3 separate regions of the Sus scrofa genome follow, and regions 1 and 3 are each linked to region 2. Evidence: chromatin contacts called from public HiChIP or PLAC-seq data. All regions are on one chromosome and are shown on one strand. The core of a region is the stretch at or near the end of the contact, and the rest is flanking DNA. Distances in the headings are between cores, read along the strand shown.

Evidence for each region. HiChIP or PLAC-seq counts read pairs in DNA pulled down with a chosen protein or histone mark.
Region 1: an H3K27ac HiChIP or PLAC-seq map of alveolar macrophages shows a contact between it and region 2. The contact joins two enhancer-like sites. A contact is called at or near these places in 2 of 2 datasets of contacts at active chromatin or transcription factors (alveolar macrophages and skeletal muscle).
Region 3: an H3K27ac HiChIP or PLAC-seq map of alveolar macrophages shows a contact between it and region 2. The contact joins the promoter of CBLL1 here to the enhancer-like site in region 2. A contact is called at or near these places in 5 of 47 Hi-C or Micro-C datasets (alveolar macrophages, embryonic fibroblasts, fetal skeletal muscle and 2 more) and 2 of 2 datasets of contacts at active chromatin or transcription factors (alveolar macrophages and skeletal muscle).

Annotation. Positions count from the first base shown.
Region 1 is chr9:106,076,030-106,081,047 of Sscrofa11.1, forward strand. All of the region lies in intron 1 of LOC110255500 (a long non-coding RNA gene), which reads left to right. Among named protein-coding and RNA genes, the nearest start is that of NAMPT, 83 kb to the right of the region's middle. Within about 2 kb of position 2,347, at least 28 of the 83 cell types and tissues checked have an H3K27ac peak or open chromatin away from gene starts, as enhancers often do. A contact at or near this core is called in alveolar macrophages, where this site is marked.
Region 2 is chr9:106,653,650-106,658,780 of Sscrofa11.1, forward strand. No RefSeq gene overlaps it. Among named protein-coding and RNA genes, the nearest start is that of PIK3CG, 49 kb to the right of the region's middle. Within about 2 kb of position 3,777, at least 24 of the 83 cell types and tissues checked have an H3K27ac peak or open chromatin away from gene starts, as enhancers often do. A contact at or near this core is called in alveolar macrophages and omental adipose tissue, where this site is marked.
Region 3 is chr9:107,454,654-107,459,723 of Sscrofa11.1, forward strand. It overlaps CBLL1 (E3 ubiquitin-protein ligase Hakai), which reads left to right and starts at 1,608. Exons shown (of 6, transcript XM_003357515.4): 1 at 1,608-1,981. The coding sequence starts at 1,969.

The sequences.
Region 1 (5,018 bases), core at 1,097-3,596, 580 kb before region 2:
GAAAGTGATTTGAACATATAAATACATACCGGCTAGGCTATGTGTAAAAATATCTCCAGGCGCAGGCAAGGACTCTGAAAGATTGTCTTCTCTATGCTTTTTCTAGAAGAGTTGCTCAGCGCTGTACAGAGCCAAGCAGAAAAGGAACCCAAGAAAGAGAAAAACAGGCACTCCAAGAAACCTATCTAAGACGACAATGTCAAGACATCCTAGATCCATGACACTTGCTCCTCACACCTGAACGGCAGCAAGTCCAAGTTAGAACAGGAAGTCAGAGGGCTCCATGGAAACAGTCTTCAGGAAGAATGTGGGTAACAGCACAACAGTCTTGTGATTGGTGCATGATTTTCCTAATTTTTCTACCAATATAAATCAGGATCTAGAAGTGTCACAACAGCCTGCTATCCATGAGATGGTGACATAAGCCTTTTTATGTTTCCCCCTAACAAGAAAAAGAATGGCCACTAGATATTCTGGGAAATAAGGGAAACACTCTCATGGTCTGAAAACAAAGCAAGTCAGATGGTGGTATGTGAGAAATCGTGATGGATCCTCTGAATTAATTATAATCTGTTTGAACTTGTAATGGATACTCAGTATAAGAATTTTCCTGTGCTGAGTATGAGTTTTTTTAATTTGTAAAAGAGGTTTGCCATTTTTATAGCATACTTTTTTTTTTTTTTTTTTGGTCTTTTGTCTTTTTGTTGTTGTTGTTGTTGCTATTTCTTGGGCCGCTCCCGTGCCATATGGAGGTTCCCAGGCTAGGGGTTGAATCGGAGCTGTAGCCACCGGCCTACGCCAGAGCCCCAGCAACGCGGGATCCGAGCCGCGTCTGCAACCTACACCACAGCTCACGGCAACGCCGGATGGGTTAACCCACTGAGCAAGGGCAGGGACCGAACCCGCAACCTCATGGTTCCTAGTCGTATTCGTTAACCACTGCGCCACGACGGGAATTCCCCTACTTTTCTTTATATTCAGCTTTTCCCTTATAATTTTTTTGAAGAATCATGCAGAGAGTAAACTTAGGTATAAATTTTGTCCTTATTCTTTCTCAAAAAAAAAAAAAGGAAATATGGGTTTGGGGTTTTTCACATTGTAATGGTGACTTTGAATTTTGATTAGACAGTCATTTAAACTCAGCATCTGGAAGCTTAAACTTATGGCCATTAAGACGTATATGCTTGGAGTTCCTGTCGTGATGCAGTGGAAACAAATGTGTTTGTGGGTTTGATTCCTGGCCTTGCTCAGTGGGTTAAGGATCTGAGGATCTGGCGTTGCCATGAGCTGTGGTGTAGGATGCAGACATGGCTCCGATCCTGCATTGCGGTGGCTGTGGCATAGGCTGGCAGCTGCAGCTCTCATTCAACCCCTAGCCTGGGAACCTCCATTTGCTGTGAGTGAGGCCCTAAAAAAAGACCAAAAAAAAAAAAGGTATATGCTTAAAAACATGCCATTAACACTAATGTCAGTGCCTCATATTTTCATAATCTTTTTGAAGAATTTCTTAGTAACCAATAGGTCTTGTTTTGAAGAAATATATAGATATACAAATTCCAGCCACTCCTCTAGTTTCACTTCAGCTTTTTTCTGATGAATCCAAGTAAAATTATCTGAGTTTTTTTTTTAGAAATTTTATTTTTTATTGAAGTATAATTAACATACAACATTCCTTTAGTATCAGGTGTACAATGTAATGATTCAACATTAAATAAATATTTATAGCAGTTACCTCTGAATAACTGTGGGATTAGGATGATGTGTGTATGATTTTCCTAATTTTTCTACCAATAATATGTATTGCTTTTATAATAAGAAAATAAACCCCGTTAACATTTAAGAAGAAAAAAAGATTTCTATTAAAACTTCCTGAATAGGAAGTCCTTCTTGAGGCCCCACTTCCTGCTAATCATTGCTGTCGCCCTTGCAAACTCATTTTTTAAAGGAGTGCATCTATTTACTGATACGGGGTATAGCTTTGCATGTTGAATGCTTCTGCCTAGAGTGTTTTAGTTTCTCAAGGACCAGGCCTGAGCATCTGAACACTGTTCCTGTTCCCCTGGCCTGGCTCACCCCACCTCGGGCTGCCCCCACTAGATCCTGGAGGGCCTCTGGCTGTGCCTCCCACGCTCAGCAAACTCTCACAGGCACCCCACATGGGGTGAGAGAGAGACAGCAGGTCCAGGCTGGGGTAAGCATGGGGTTGGCAACTCACGCTGCAAGAGCTTCAAGTTCTCTCCACCAATCATTAGACTTTCAGAGTTGAAAGTATAAATCAGAAGCCCAAGTGCTTACATATGTGTCACATCAGCTCAGTAAACAAGATAGTCTGAGGAACAGACTCAGCTCAGGGACTCTTCCCATACGTCAGTAGTTGTGGGGACAAAGCATTTTTGGAGACATGAATCAGCTCACTTATTTGTAGAGATTTGGGGAACTGTCACAAGGGCCTGAAAGCATAATGAACACAGGAAACTCACATGTTGGTATTACCATGAAAAAGCCTTTCATGAAAAGGAGAGAGAATAGCAAGAAATTTGTTTCTTCCCCTGAAACCATAGACTGTTCTGGCTGCGGTGCTTTCCTGCAGGTGAGGAAGGCCTCTAGGAGAGAGAGAGTAGAAAGAGGAAAGGAGAAAATGGAGAGAAGAGCAGGAGCCTGCGAGGAGGAAGAAATCCCGAGAGCCTTGGGTGCTTCATACTAGACCGTGAGTCATAGTGATGCATAGATCTGTGAGTCACTTTCCTTTCTTGGCCCTCAGATCTTGGTGTTAGCTTGATTTTCCTCTCTATGTTCTGCTTGTAGCATCTATACTTCGAAGAGGGCAAGGCCATTTTTAGCATCTTCATAGCCCCTGGCATGTTGCCTGTGAGAAGGCCAACCCATTAGAAGGCATCTACAGGCCCAGTTCATAATAATCTTCTGCTAAATATTTTTGACAGGATATTCTATGCACAATATGGAATTGCCATTTTTAAAGACCAACTGTCACATATTCACAATTTCATACTTTCAAACTAATAATTTTGCCTTTGAAATTATTTGGCTGTATGTGCTGCATTTAATTTATCATTGGCTATGATTTCTCTGCCCCTACTACACATAGGCTGGGAATTTACACAAAATGAGAACTTTTAACCTACTGATTATTATTAGTTCATGGATACCAAAGGGAATAATTAATGGTGTCGATTTAATGTGGCATCTGTAAACCATCCGCTAAACGGCTGTTAACTCAAACCTCCTCATTGTCATCTTTATTTTGGAGCTGTGGCAGCCTGGCTCCTGGTGGCTGGCTCTGGTGGGTGATTGGTGTGCAGGAGGTTTATTAGCAGAGCTACTGGTTGGCACCTTTTGGGGAAGGGTAAGAACCCCACTGGACAGAGGGATGGACAGAGGCTGCAGAGTTCTCAGCTACCCCATAGAGAGTTTGGGGCAAGGTTGGCCTGCATGTTGCCAGTTTAGGGCATCAGTCACTGGATGCAGTCTGCCTTGGGAAGGGGCAGTCTGGAGAGGGCCAGCTGCTGAGGGCTGTTAGCTAGCGTTCCCTGCCATGCTCAGTGGGGGTCTGGGTAGCAAAGCATAGCATCTATGGCAGTGCCAATTTAATGAAGGTCTAGTGGCACCTTAGCCCTGGGCCTGGGGGACAGAGGGGTCGATGGCCTGTGTGAGGAGCTAATGGGGCTTGAGGTTCTTTTTTTTTTTTAGCTTTTTAGGGCCACACCCACAGCATATGGAAGTTCCCAGGCTAGGGGTCAAATAGGAGCTGTAGCCACTGGCCTATACCACAGCAACACAGGATCCAAGCCAAGTCTGTGACCTATACCACAGCTCATGGCAATGCTGGATCCTTAGCTTACTGAGCAAGGCCAGGGATGGAACCCTCATCCTCATGGATACTGGTTGGATTTGTTTCCACTGAGCCACCATGGGAACTCCTGAGGCATTTTTTTTTTTTTTTTTTTAAGGGCCATACCCATGGCAGTTCCCAGGCTAGGGGTTGAATTGAGGACTCTGGGGCTTGAAGCTTTTGAATAGACTTTTAAAAGGATTTTAGGGAGAGAAAGCCCTTTAAATAGACTTAAGAGGGGAGCGAAGGGTATTGGGTGAGACTTGTCAGCAAGATGTCAAAGTGGAGAGGGCTCTGGACTGGGTCAGGAGTCCTGCCTGATTAGAGCCTCAGTGGTCTCACTTGTGAATCAAGGGAGGCAAACCTGATGACACCACAGCCCCCCCTGCCCCCGGTCCTTCCAGCCCTCGCCTTGGGTGGTGCTCTCTCACCCCAGTGACCCCAAAGTAGAGCAGATCGGAGTCACTAACTGATTCAGATTTGAATTCAGCGGTGTGTGAATTTTCTCCTGGGTTCTTGCTCAGACTTCTGGGGGTTGGTGGAGCAGAGACGAAGATAAGATCCAAGCCAGGCCATTTTATAAAGCATCAATTTTATTCCCCCCCCCCCCCAGCTCACAACTCTCAACGGCACATCTGTGACCAGGACACTATTTCATTCCTGGGTGGCAGACTGCAGGTCACAGAAGGGGGAAAAAAAAAAAAAAAAAGAAAGGAAAGCAAGCCAGAAGCCAAGGATTAGAAAACCAGTGACTTAACCCCATGCCCCCTGTTTCACTAGGGCAGCACATGTACCAATACTGAACAATAGAGAGAAGGTTAGGATGGACCATGTGCAAGGATGAGACACAAACTTGTGAAGCATCCCATATTTTTTTCAGGGGTGATGAAAAAGATCTCGAGATAGTACAGCAGTGTAAATGCACTTAAAGTGGTTAAATGGTAAGTTTTAGTTTAGGAATATTTTGCCACAGTTTATTAAACAAACGAACCTGGCCCTAAGGGATGGAGGATTGGATAAAGATGTCATGAAGTAAAAGTTACGAAATTACATTGATGAAATTAATTACAGGCAAAAGAAAAACCTCAGAACCCCAGTGCAGGCTGTGATGTACACACTCTGTGGTCTAAATACAGAGTAGTGGGAAAAGCCAACTTGAGTATCACCT
Region 2 (5,131 bases), core at 2,527-5,026:
ACAGGCACACTCACACACACAACCCCTGTTGCCCATCTGGCCTTATGTTTTACTTAGAATTTATGATCATCTGACAAACCATATGCTTTACTTAATTTTTTATCCCCCTGCTTCTGGAATAAAAGCTCTATAAGGACAGGAAATGGTGTATGTTTCATTTACTGTTAGACCTGTGCTGCTGCCACTTTGTAGGAACTAAAAAAATATTTGTTAAATAAATAAATCCTTAGGACTATTTTTTAAAGTCTGAAAACATACCATTCGAAGACCAAAGGACATCTGAGAAGTTTGAGAGGAAAGCAGAGTTCATTTGTGGCAACCAGGGAACATGAAGAAGGCCTCAGCCCTAAGGACCTCCAGAAACAGCATCTATTCCATGAAATAACTGTTAGCAGCAGGGGTATTCAGACTGTAGACAAGACCAGACCTAAGTAAATAGTGTGGCTTTTGAAACAGGGACTAGAAATAACTTGGCACCGACCATGTGTCAAGCACCGCATCATTTATTTATCACAAGCACCATACAAAGTGGTCTTGTGGTCCCCATGTACAGATGAAGAAACTTAGGCAAAGAGTACTGAGATCCACAACCAGTAAGTGATGGAGCCAGTTTGTTTGTTTGTTTGTTGTTTCTTTTGATTTTTTTTAAGAGCTGCACCTGTGGCATATGGAAGTTCCCAGTCTAGGAGTCGAATCGGACCTACAGCTGCCAACCTGCACCACAGCCACAGCCACACCAGAAACAAGCCATGTCTGTGACCTACACCACAGCTCATGGCAACACTAGATCCTTAACCCACTCAGAGAGGCCAGGGATTGATACTAGTTGGGTTGGTCATCGCTGAGCCACAATGGGAACTCCAAGGAGCCATTTTTCAAACCTAAGTCTCTTGGGGTCCCAAAGCCATGCCCTTTTGTCTCCCTGGGCCTACCTGACCTCTCCATTCCAGGCATCAAGGCACATTCCAGGTATACCTGGTCCCAATCTATCAGAGGTGCCTCCTCTGAGCCCCAAATAACCAATAGGATCTACTGGTGCCCAGCTTGTGGTAATGAATGCTACCAGGCTGAGACCCTGGGTGCTCTCTCTCTTCTTTTCCCAGCTTCACTGAGCTATAATTGAGAAATAAAATTGCATATATTTAAAGTATACGATGATCTGATATAGGTATATACTATAAAATTTTTACACAATCAAGTTAATTAACATAGCCATCACCTCACATACTTATTCTGTGTGTGTGTGTGTGTGTGTGTGTGTGTGTGGACATTTAAGATCTACTCTTTTAGGAGTTCCTGTTGTGGCTCATCATTAATAAACCCAACATAGTATCCATGAGAACACAGGTTCGATCTCTGACCTCACTCATTAGGTTAAGGATCCAGCATTGCTGCAAGCTGTAGCATAGGTCACAGAGGCAGTTTGGATCTGGCATTGCTGTAGCTGTGGCAAAGACAGCAGCTCTGATTCAAACCCTAGCCTGGGAACTTCCATGTGCTACAGATGTGGCCATAAAAAGAGGGAGAAAAAAAATCTACTCTCTTGGCAAATTTCAAGTATACAATAGAGTGTTATGAAGTACAGTCACTGTGCTGCACATTCGATCCTCAGAACTGATTCTCTTACCACAGAAGGTTTGTACCCTCTGACCAGTATCTCCCTCTCTCAGCTCCTGGCAACCACCATTCTACTCTGTTTCTATGAGTTTGACTTCTTTTTTATCCCATATAAAAGTGATTCCATGCAGCATTTGTCTCTCTCTCTCTCTGTCTGGCTTATTTCCCTTAGAATTGTGCCCCCTACCCCACACCTGTTTATCCATGTTGTCATCTTAAATAGTAGGATGTCCTTCTTTTGCAGCTGAATAATATTCGATTGTATATACCGACCACATGAAAAAAAGTACAGAACCCACTAGAATACTTGAAAAAATCAACTTCTTTTTTTTTGTCTTTTGTCTTTTTGTTGTTGTTGCTATTTCTTGGGCCGCTCCCGTGGCATATGGAGGTTCCCAGGCCAGGGGTTGAATCGGAGCTGTAGCCACCGGCCTACGCCAGAGCCACAGCAACGCGGGATCCGAGCCAAGTCTGCAACCTACACCACAGCTCACGGCAACGCCGGATCGTTAACCCACTGAGCAAGGGCAGGGACCGAACCCGCAACCTCATGGTTCCTAGTCGGATTCGTTAACCACTGCGCCACGGCGGGAACTCAGAAAAAATCAACTACTTAACTAAAGAAAAGTATGGTGAAAAAGGGTGGGAAAGCAGGTGATTAGGATATAGCCTACTGGTACATTTCAGAAGGTTTTTATGAGTAGGATTTGATTAATCATTGCCAGACCTTAGGAGGACAAACAAAAGTAACTTTATATAAAGGCAGGAAAGAGGTGCTTTGTAACCAAGTCCCGTGAGGCGTTTGAATGAATTCTCACTGGGGTTGTGATCCCTGGAGAAATCGTCAAGGAAAGAATTTATGTCCTTCATCCTGGATAGTTCTTACTGCCAATGGTGAGAGGTTTTGATCCAGATGAGATGGCCTCTGGCAGTCCCCACCATCAGGTGACTCTAGGATTAAGAATGGTTCCATACCTTTCACAGGGCCCACCTGACATGTCAGTGCTTCAGAGCTACAGTGCTTGCAGAATTATCACAGTTACTGAGTGGGATTATTGTGCCTCATTAAACATTAAATATATCTAAAGAATGGCACTGCATAAACATACTATGGGCTTGTAGCATCTTAACTGGATCTAATCATCACATCCCAGAAATCTAAAATCTAATATAGACAATTAGGTTTAGTAGAAGAAGAGGGAAATGAAAGCTTATGACCGGGACAGTTATAAGAAAGAGGCTTATTAAAAGTGAATGTGGGAGTTCCCCCCGTGGTTCAGCGGTAACAAACCCAACTAGTATCTATGAGGACATGGGTTCTGGCCCTACTCAGTGGGTTAAGAAACTGGCGTTGCTGTGAGAGCTTTGGTACGGGTCACAGACTTGGCTCAGATTTGGCATTGCTGTGGCTGTGTCTGTGGCGTAGGCTGGCAGCTGCAGCTCTGATTCGACCACTAGCCTGGGAATTTTCATATGCTGCAGGTATGCCCCTGCAAAGACCACCCTCAAAAATAAATAAATAAATACATAAATACATAAATAAATAAATAAATATGAATGCAGTGGGAAAGACACTATTTATCTGTCTCTAGTCCTAACAAACGGTAGTGTTCTTGGTATCAGCTATTTTCCCACCTGTCCAGTAGGTGTCAGTGTAAGACAGTGTTCCTAGAACTGACGAAGCTTTAAACGAGAAACAAAAAATAGACTATGAAGTTATAAAAGAAAGATGTAATAAAGATGGGGCTACAAAAATTCCACATAAGATTTTAAATGACATTATTTAAAAATAGGCTGACCTAAACAAAAATTCCTCATGGGTGAGATGACAGAGTTGGACAAGGGGGGGCTCAGAAGACCCCATCTGGCTTTCAGATTCCTTGTGAAGTCAGCAGGAATTCCTGCTCTGAATGCATCCAGCAGAACTCAGCATTGCTGTAAGAGCTGGTCACTATTAACTAGTACAAGAACCAATGAACAGCCAGCCAGACCCTTTAAAAAAAAAAGAGAGAGAGAGAGAGATACTTCCCTGCTTCTCAGAGATTTACCAGATAAAACAGAAATCCTATAATCCACAGAAATAGATCATTACAAGGATTATAAAAGTGAACCAAGGAAAAAGGGGAAACGAAGGTCATATGAGCAGTGTGTAGAATATGTTGAGTCATGCAGGGTGTGCTGCCTGGAGTTGTCCTTTGACCTGGAATGGAAGAGAAGAGAGCCACAAAACCAGGGCTCCACCTGAGCCCCGCCCTTCTGCTCTACATGCAATTTTCCTCCTCCGAATATGAATGAATGCACTTTATACTCTGATAAAGGGCAAGCAATAAATAACATTAAAAAGAATTATTTTTTTAATTCACTCTATAAAGGTACTATTGATATGATAAAGGAAAAATAAGGGGAAAGGGCATATCTACTGAGTACCTCACACACAGAGTATGTCATATGATCCTTACCAAAATCCTGAGATACACTGAAGCACTATGCTGTACACCAGAAGCTAACAACACGGTAAATCAACTAGACTTCAATTTTTTAAAAAAATCCTGAGATGTAAGCGATATTGTTCTTATTTTTAGATAACGGATCCAAGGCTCACTAAAGTTACATAACTTGCCTGAGATTACAATAGCTAATACTGATGAGCAAGTACTCTGCACCAGATATGTAAATGCACCAGCAACAATCCTATGAAAAAAGTTACTATGTGTTCATTTTGCAGAACAGGACATTAAGTCTCACAGAAAAGAAGTTCTTGCTTCCCCAAGGTCACAGAGCTCCGAATTAGTCCAGCTGAAATTCAAACTCACGGGCTGCATGTGGGTTCTCTGGAGAGCAGACTGAAATGGAATGAAGGCTGCAGTGTTTATTGCGGAATGCCTTAGGATTAGCACCTGTGGAAGGAAGGCATGAAAGCAGGACTGGGAGGCCCATGTGAATTGCTGGGCCCTGGGCCAAATAGCTAGGCTTATATACACCTGCCATAATCCGTCATTGGCTGTGGACATGGCCTAGGCAGCTGAGGCAGACCCTGAGGGGCTAGCAGCTGACAAGCATCTGCTGATCACACCCCTTTCTGGAAAGGACATCTGGGCAGCCCCTCCACGTTCCTCGCACCCTGTCTGTGTCTTAGCCCAGTTCACATTTTTTGGCTACAGCATGATGGTCGAGGCCAGAAGGGAGACAGGAGACCTTGATGGAATTTTCATCGTGGGGCTGCTGCTGATGAGGCCGGGCCCCAGCTTCTCACCCCTTAGATGCTTCAAACAGCATCAGCAGAAGTCGAGAAAGGGGTGGAGGCTGACAGCGCTGACTCAACAGCAGGGTCAGTCATTAAATGATTGTTGTTGATTGACACCATCTAGGTAGCTTAGAAAGGGAGGTTCCAACCCACTCACAGACCCGATAGTTGGTCTGGGCACTTCCGTGGTATAGGAACATCTGATCACCGGCTGCTTGCCCCTCACTCCCTGCAGATGCCACTGAGATGGCAAAGCCACCCAGTGTGCCC
Region 3 (5,070 bases), core at 358-2,857, 800 kb after region 2:
TCAGGTGTGAAAGATAAAAAAAGATAATTGGGCAAAGGCAGAACTGCCCATATAAGTGGTTTAAATCACCTCTCTGGCAAGCTCCTCATTCAGGGACAGCCACACCCTCACTCTTTGGGTGTGTATTATAACTTTACCTCTGCCTGAGATAAATTAATTCTCAGAGTTTCTACTGTGGCACAGCAGAACGAATCCTGACTAGTATCCTTGAGGATATGGGTTGGATTCATGGCCTTGCTCAGTGGGTGGGGGAGCTGGTGTTGCCTTGAGCTGCAGTCTAGGTCACAGATGAGGCTTGGATCCTGCGTTTGTGGTGTAGTCTGGCACCTATAGCTCTGAATCAACCCCAGCCTGGGAACTTCCATGTGCTGCCAGTGTGGCCTTAAAAAAAAAAAAAAAAAAAAAAAAATTCTGTGTGCTCTCCCACATGTTGTACTGTTTCCAACAATAAACTTTATACCTTTAAAATCTCTGCTTTCAACAAGGAGCAAGAATCAGGGCAATTCTGCTTTCAGCCTCTGCTAGTCTAGTGGCTGGGATTCCCGGTTTTCATCCAGGCTGCCCAGGTTCAATTCCTGAGCGGAGAATTAAAGATTTTGCTCCAAGCCATCACTCACTGCTGTCTCCATGAGATCAAAAGTACTTCTCTAAAAGATCAATACGATAATCTCTGATCTAGGAACTCTGGCATTGAAAGCCTGAATAACACGAGGTAATGCTGTCGTCACCCAGAGACAACAAGAATAGAACCCAAATCCCTGGACTCCCAGCTTGTGTTTTCCACTAATTGCACTCCTTTCTACTCATCCAAGACCGTCAAGTGTGAAAGGGTGGAGAAGGGAGTGAACACAGATGCGCCAGGGCCTGGAAGTGGAGACCCAACTGAAGGCCCTCAGGAATCCCTCTTGGGCACCTGCCTTTTGTTTCAGCTGAGGACGATGAAAGCGGCAGCAACCACGAACCCCCGGGACCAAGAACTGGAACTAGGTACTGCCCATGCTGCTATCTCTTCCTCATTTAAGCCTTTCCTCTTTCACCTCTCCCCTACGGCCAGCCCTAACATGCTCTCCTCACCCTCAGCTCCACCATGCACTTGAGTCCCCGCTTTCCTCTAACAAGAAGCGGCTGCATGGCACCTGCCCTCCAGCTGGCCCTGCATCCAGTCCTTAGGCGGGATGTTCGGAGGGATCCTAGCCCCACAAGCGTTCTGCCTAGAAAATGAATGCTCATCAAGCGTTAGAAATGGGTGGGAATCAGGGCTGATACTCAAGTCAGCTCTGCGTGGATCTCTGCAGTTCTTCACGACAAAGCAAAATGTAGACAGTAAGCATAGAGCCTTTCTTGCTTTGCTGAGAGCCTCACACAGCTCCACCTTCCCCCGGGCATCCTCCCACTGGAGAACGCCTTGCGCAGAGCTCGTGTTTACAGTTTTCCTGGCCGTGGGGGAGGAGACCTCCGCTCGCGGACTCAGGGGGATTCCAAACCGTTACTCCGCCCGCCGGGGTGGGGCCAGCCTAACGGCCGAGCCTGCGCAGTGGGCCCGGCCGGCTCCAGTGTCGCGGCGCACTACATATCCCAGAAGGCAAAGCTCTGCGGAGCGGGCGGCCGCTTTACCTGCCGCGAGCTTAGTTCTGTGGCTACTGCTGCTCCCCTCCTCCTAGGTTCCGGTCGGTCTCCATTCCACAGTTAAAGGCTACTCCCTCTTGAAGCACATGAGAGGAAGCTTTAGCAGTCTCGACAGTGTAGCCTTTCGCGTACTCGCTCTTTCTCTCTCGCTCTGCCTGAACTATGCCTGACTCTCTCACCGGAGTCGGCTAGCCAAGGAGAGAGGAAGACGTCTTTAAGGGCCCCAGCCTGGGCGAGCTGGTCGCACTTCCGCCTCTCGGGCTCCGGAAGGTAGCGCGCACGCGCTCCCTGCGACTCCGGCGCCGTTGACTTCCGCTCCCACTGTGCCCCGCGAGCCGAATCATGGATCACACTGGTAAGGAGGCGGAGGCAGTGGGGGTCCCGGTTCCATGCCCCCTTGGCCGGCCTGGGACTGGTCGCCCAGCCGGCATAGAGGGGTTACGCTCGCCCCACAGCACTGAGGTGTCGCGGGGAAAAAGAAATCTCACAGACCCTTTTCCGTGTCCGGCCAGGGCCTGCTACTTCCCGGCCTACCCTCCGGTGTGGTACCTACAGCCTCAGTGCCGGCAACAGCCGTTCCTTTTCTGTTTCTGCTAAGCTCCGAGCTGGGACAGCGGGCGGCGCAGGCCACGCGGGGAGGAGAGAGCGCCGGCTCTTTTTTTCCTCATTCTGGGTGCCGTGCCCTACGTTATGGGGACTGGCGGGTAGATTCCAATCTCGGAGTCGGGGAAGCCTCATTGAACTGGGAGTCGTTGCGCGAGAGTGGATTGGAGACTTCCTGCTGTCTCAGTCAGCTTTGGGCGGGTGCTGCGGTGGTCACCGCTTGGTCTTTCATGGACTAGAGGTGGGAGAAGGGAGTCGGATATGGTTTTCGGAATCATACCGGGAGCAGCTTTTCTGCTTAAGCCAAAAGCGTGCCCCGCTCTTCGGCTGTGGTCCTTAACCATCAATCTTGAGCTTAAAATCAAGATACTCTCATCCTTTTCTCCAAGTAAGAATGGCTCCACTCTTTGTTGTGTGTCTTTTGGCTTTTGCTTCCTTGTGTTTTTTGGATATTGAATGAGTACCTTTGGAGTTAGACACTGCTCCGTATGGTTATATCTAGGCTTAGAGAAGGCTTTTTCCAGTATTAACTATTAGTCGGGATGTCCTCTGTCATCAGCTACCTACTTAATTTTGTACGTGTATCTTACACACACTCTTCAAGGCCTGAAGATGGAATGGTAAACAAGATACACTGAGTCTATGTTCTTTTTGAGGTTAGGTACTGTTGGGAAAGACATAATAAGTTTTAAAAAAAAAAACCCAAAACTTAAATATTTACAGATTATGATTGCTTTAAAGAAAATAAATGGGTGCCATGGTAAAGACTACTAGGAGGAAGCTCCAGGGAGAGTCAGGAAAGATCTTTTTGGAAAAGTAACATTTGTAAGCTGAAATCTGATGGACGAGAAGAATCCCTCATGGAATAAATCAGGTGGAAAGAATTTACCGAAAGTAAGACTCTGAGGTGGGAAAATGTAGGAAAGAACAATCAGCTGCACCTTAGTTAGCAAGAGGGAAGGAACGCCAAGACGAGATTGGAAAGGAAGGCAGGAGTGAGATGGTGAAAGACTTTGAAGTCCATGGTAAACACTTGAATTTTAAGTGCAGTATGAAGCCACTGAACAGAAATAGAGGGGTAACAATCTCTTTGTAAAAACATAATAGGTTCTCTGGAGAATGGTGTAAGAGAAGGAGGCAAGAAAAGAAAATAGAAAACTTAGGGGGTGAGTGCAGTACACCAAAAGGGAGGCTTGGTTTAGTGAAAAGAAGAGTGGGCAGATGCAGTAAATCTTTTAGTGGTAGAACTAAAACATGCACTGGTGGATTTCTTTGGAGGTATGTAAGAGAAAGGAGACATGCCTTGGTTTCTGTTTTGAATAGTTAGGTAGTGCCCATTACTGGAAAACAGAGTACCAGATGTGTATTGAGACATACAAGATGTTAAGTAGAGGTGAGAGAAAGTTGGGGATTTAGTACCGCATAGCTGTTATTTTAAGGCATGGGGATGGATAAGATCACTTCAGGAACAGGAATACAGAAGAGAAGAGGACCTAGAACCAGACTCTATGGAACTCTAGTGTTTGAAAATTTTATAGAATCAAAACTCTGGGATCTTGGTCTTGGAGTAGCAGACATGCCACAATAGCAAGATTTTTCTCATTTGAGCTTAGACTGAAATGGGCAGTCAGGCACCTTCCACAGTTCAGAGGATGTTATGTTAGGAAAATATAATATGGGTAGGTGTGTATCTGAGTATTTATTACCCCAGTTCTCTAAATTAAAAGTTTGCCCAAGAAAATAAAAGTCATCTTAACATGAACATATTCACTAATGAGCTGACTACTTAGAAAGTTCCTGCTCAGATATTTCTGCCACTTAACACCAGCTTCTTTTCTTTTACTTAATTTTGTTATAAGGCAGTGTCCTTGGTGTTTCATATCAGGAAATAGTATCAGATGCTGTACATTGATTGTGATTACAAACCTTACAAAAGATTCAGGTTTTCATGAAATTTGTATGTGAATTTGATAATTCCTTGAATCACAAAATCTTGGGCAAGTGAGGAAATAGCAGTTAGTTAGTTAATTGAAAACATTATAACAGGATAGGCATCTCAAAAGGATGATCCTAAAGCAAAGGATTAAGAAGCACCATGGGAAATTGATGAAGCCACCTGGGGAAATTGATGCATGTTATGCAAAAATGACTGGTTTTGTGATGATGCTGAATAAGTCAATCATAAGATGAAGGTTATTCTGTGGCGGGCTAATAGAATTTTGTCAAAAAAAATTACTCCCCAAAACTCCTAATTAACACTTGATTCATTCTTTGGCTTTTCTTAGAATTTGCACTTAGTTGTAAATGTGACCTAAATTTTGTAAAAATATTTTTGGTTTCTTTATTTCAAGATAAAATTATAAACAAAAATCTTTAAAAAACATATGTAAAAGTGTTAATGCCTTGTAAAGTGAATTTCACTTTAAATGACCAGTTGTATCCTTAATTCTCATTCTCTGTAATATCCAAGGGCTTTTGTTAAGGCTTTATGTTTTCACTTGGCATATTCAAAAGGAAATTGTTCTACATGTTCTGATTCTCAATAAAACCCCCAGACAAACTCAGAATGATGTCACTATTAAATGCTGTACTTTGCTTATGAACATGCAAAGTGAGGCAGGCTGCAAGGTGTTAAAGGGCAGCAGGCTGAGCAAGGCACAGTAGTGACCTCAAGTGTCTAGGGTGGTGTGAAAAGCACCTGTAGTAATGAAGTATTGGTATTTCGATCATTCATTGAAGTAAAACTGTTAAAAGTCCTTTTAATGTCGTAAAGGCAACAATTGAACTGTCTACAACAGCTTGCTTTTTTTTAGTTTATTGGGAAATCAAGAATACTTTTTT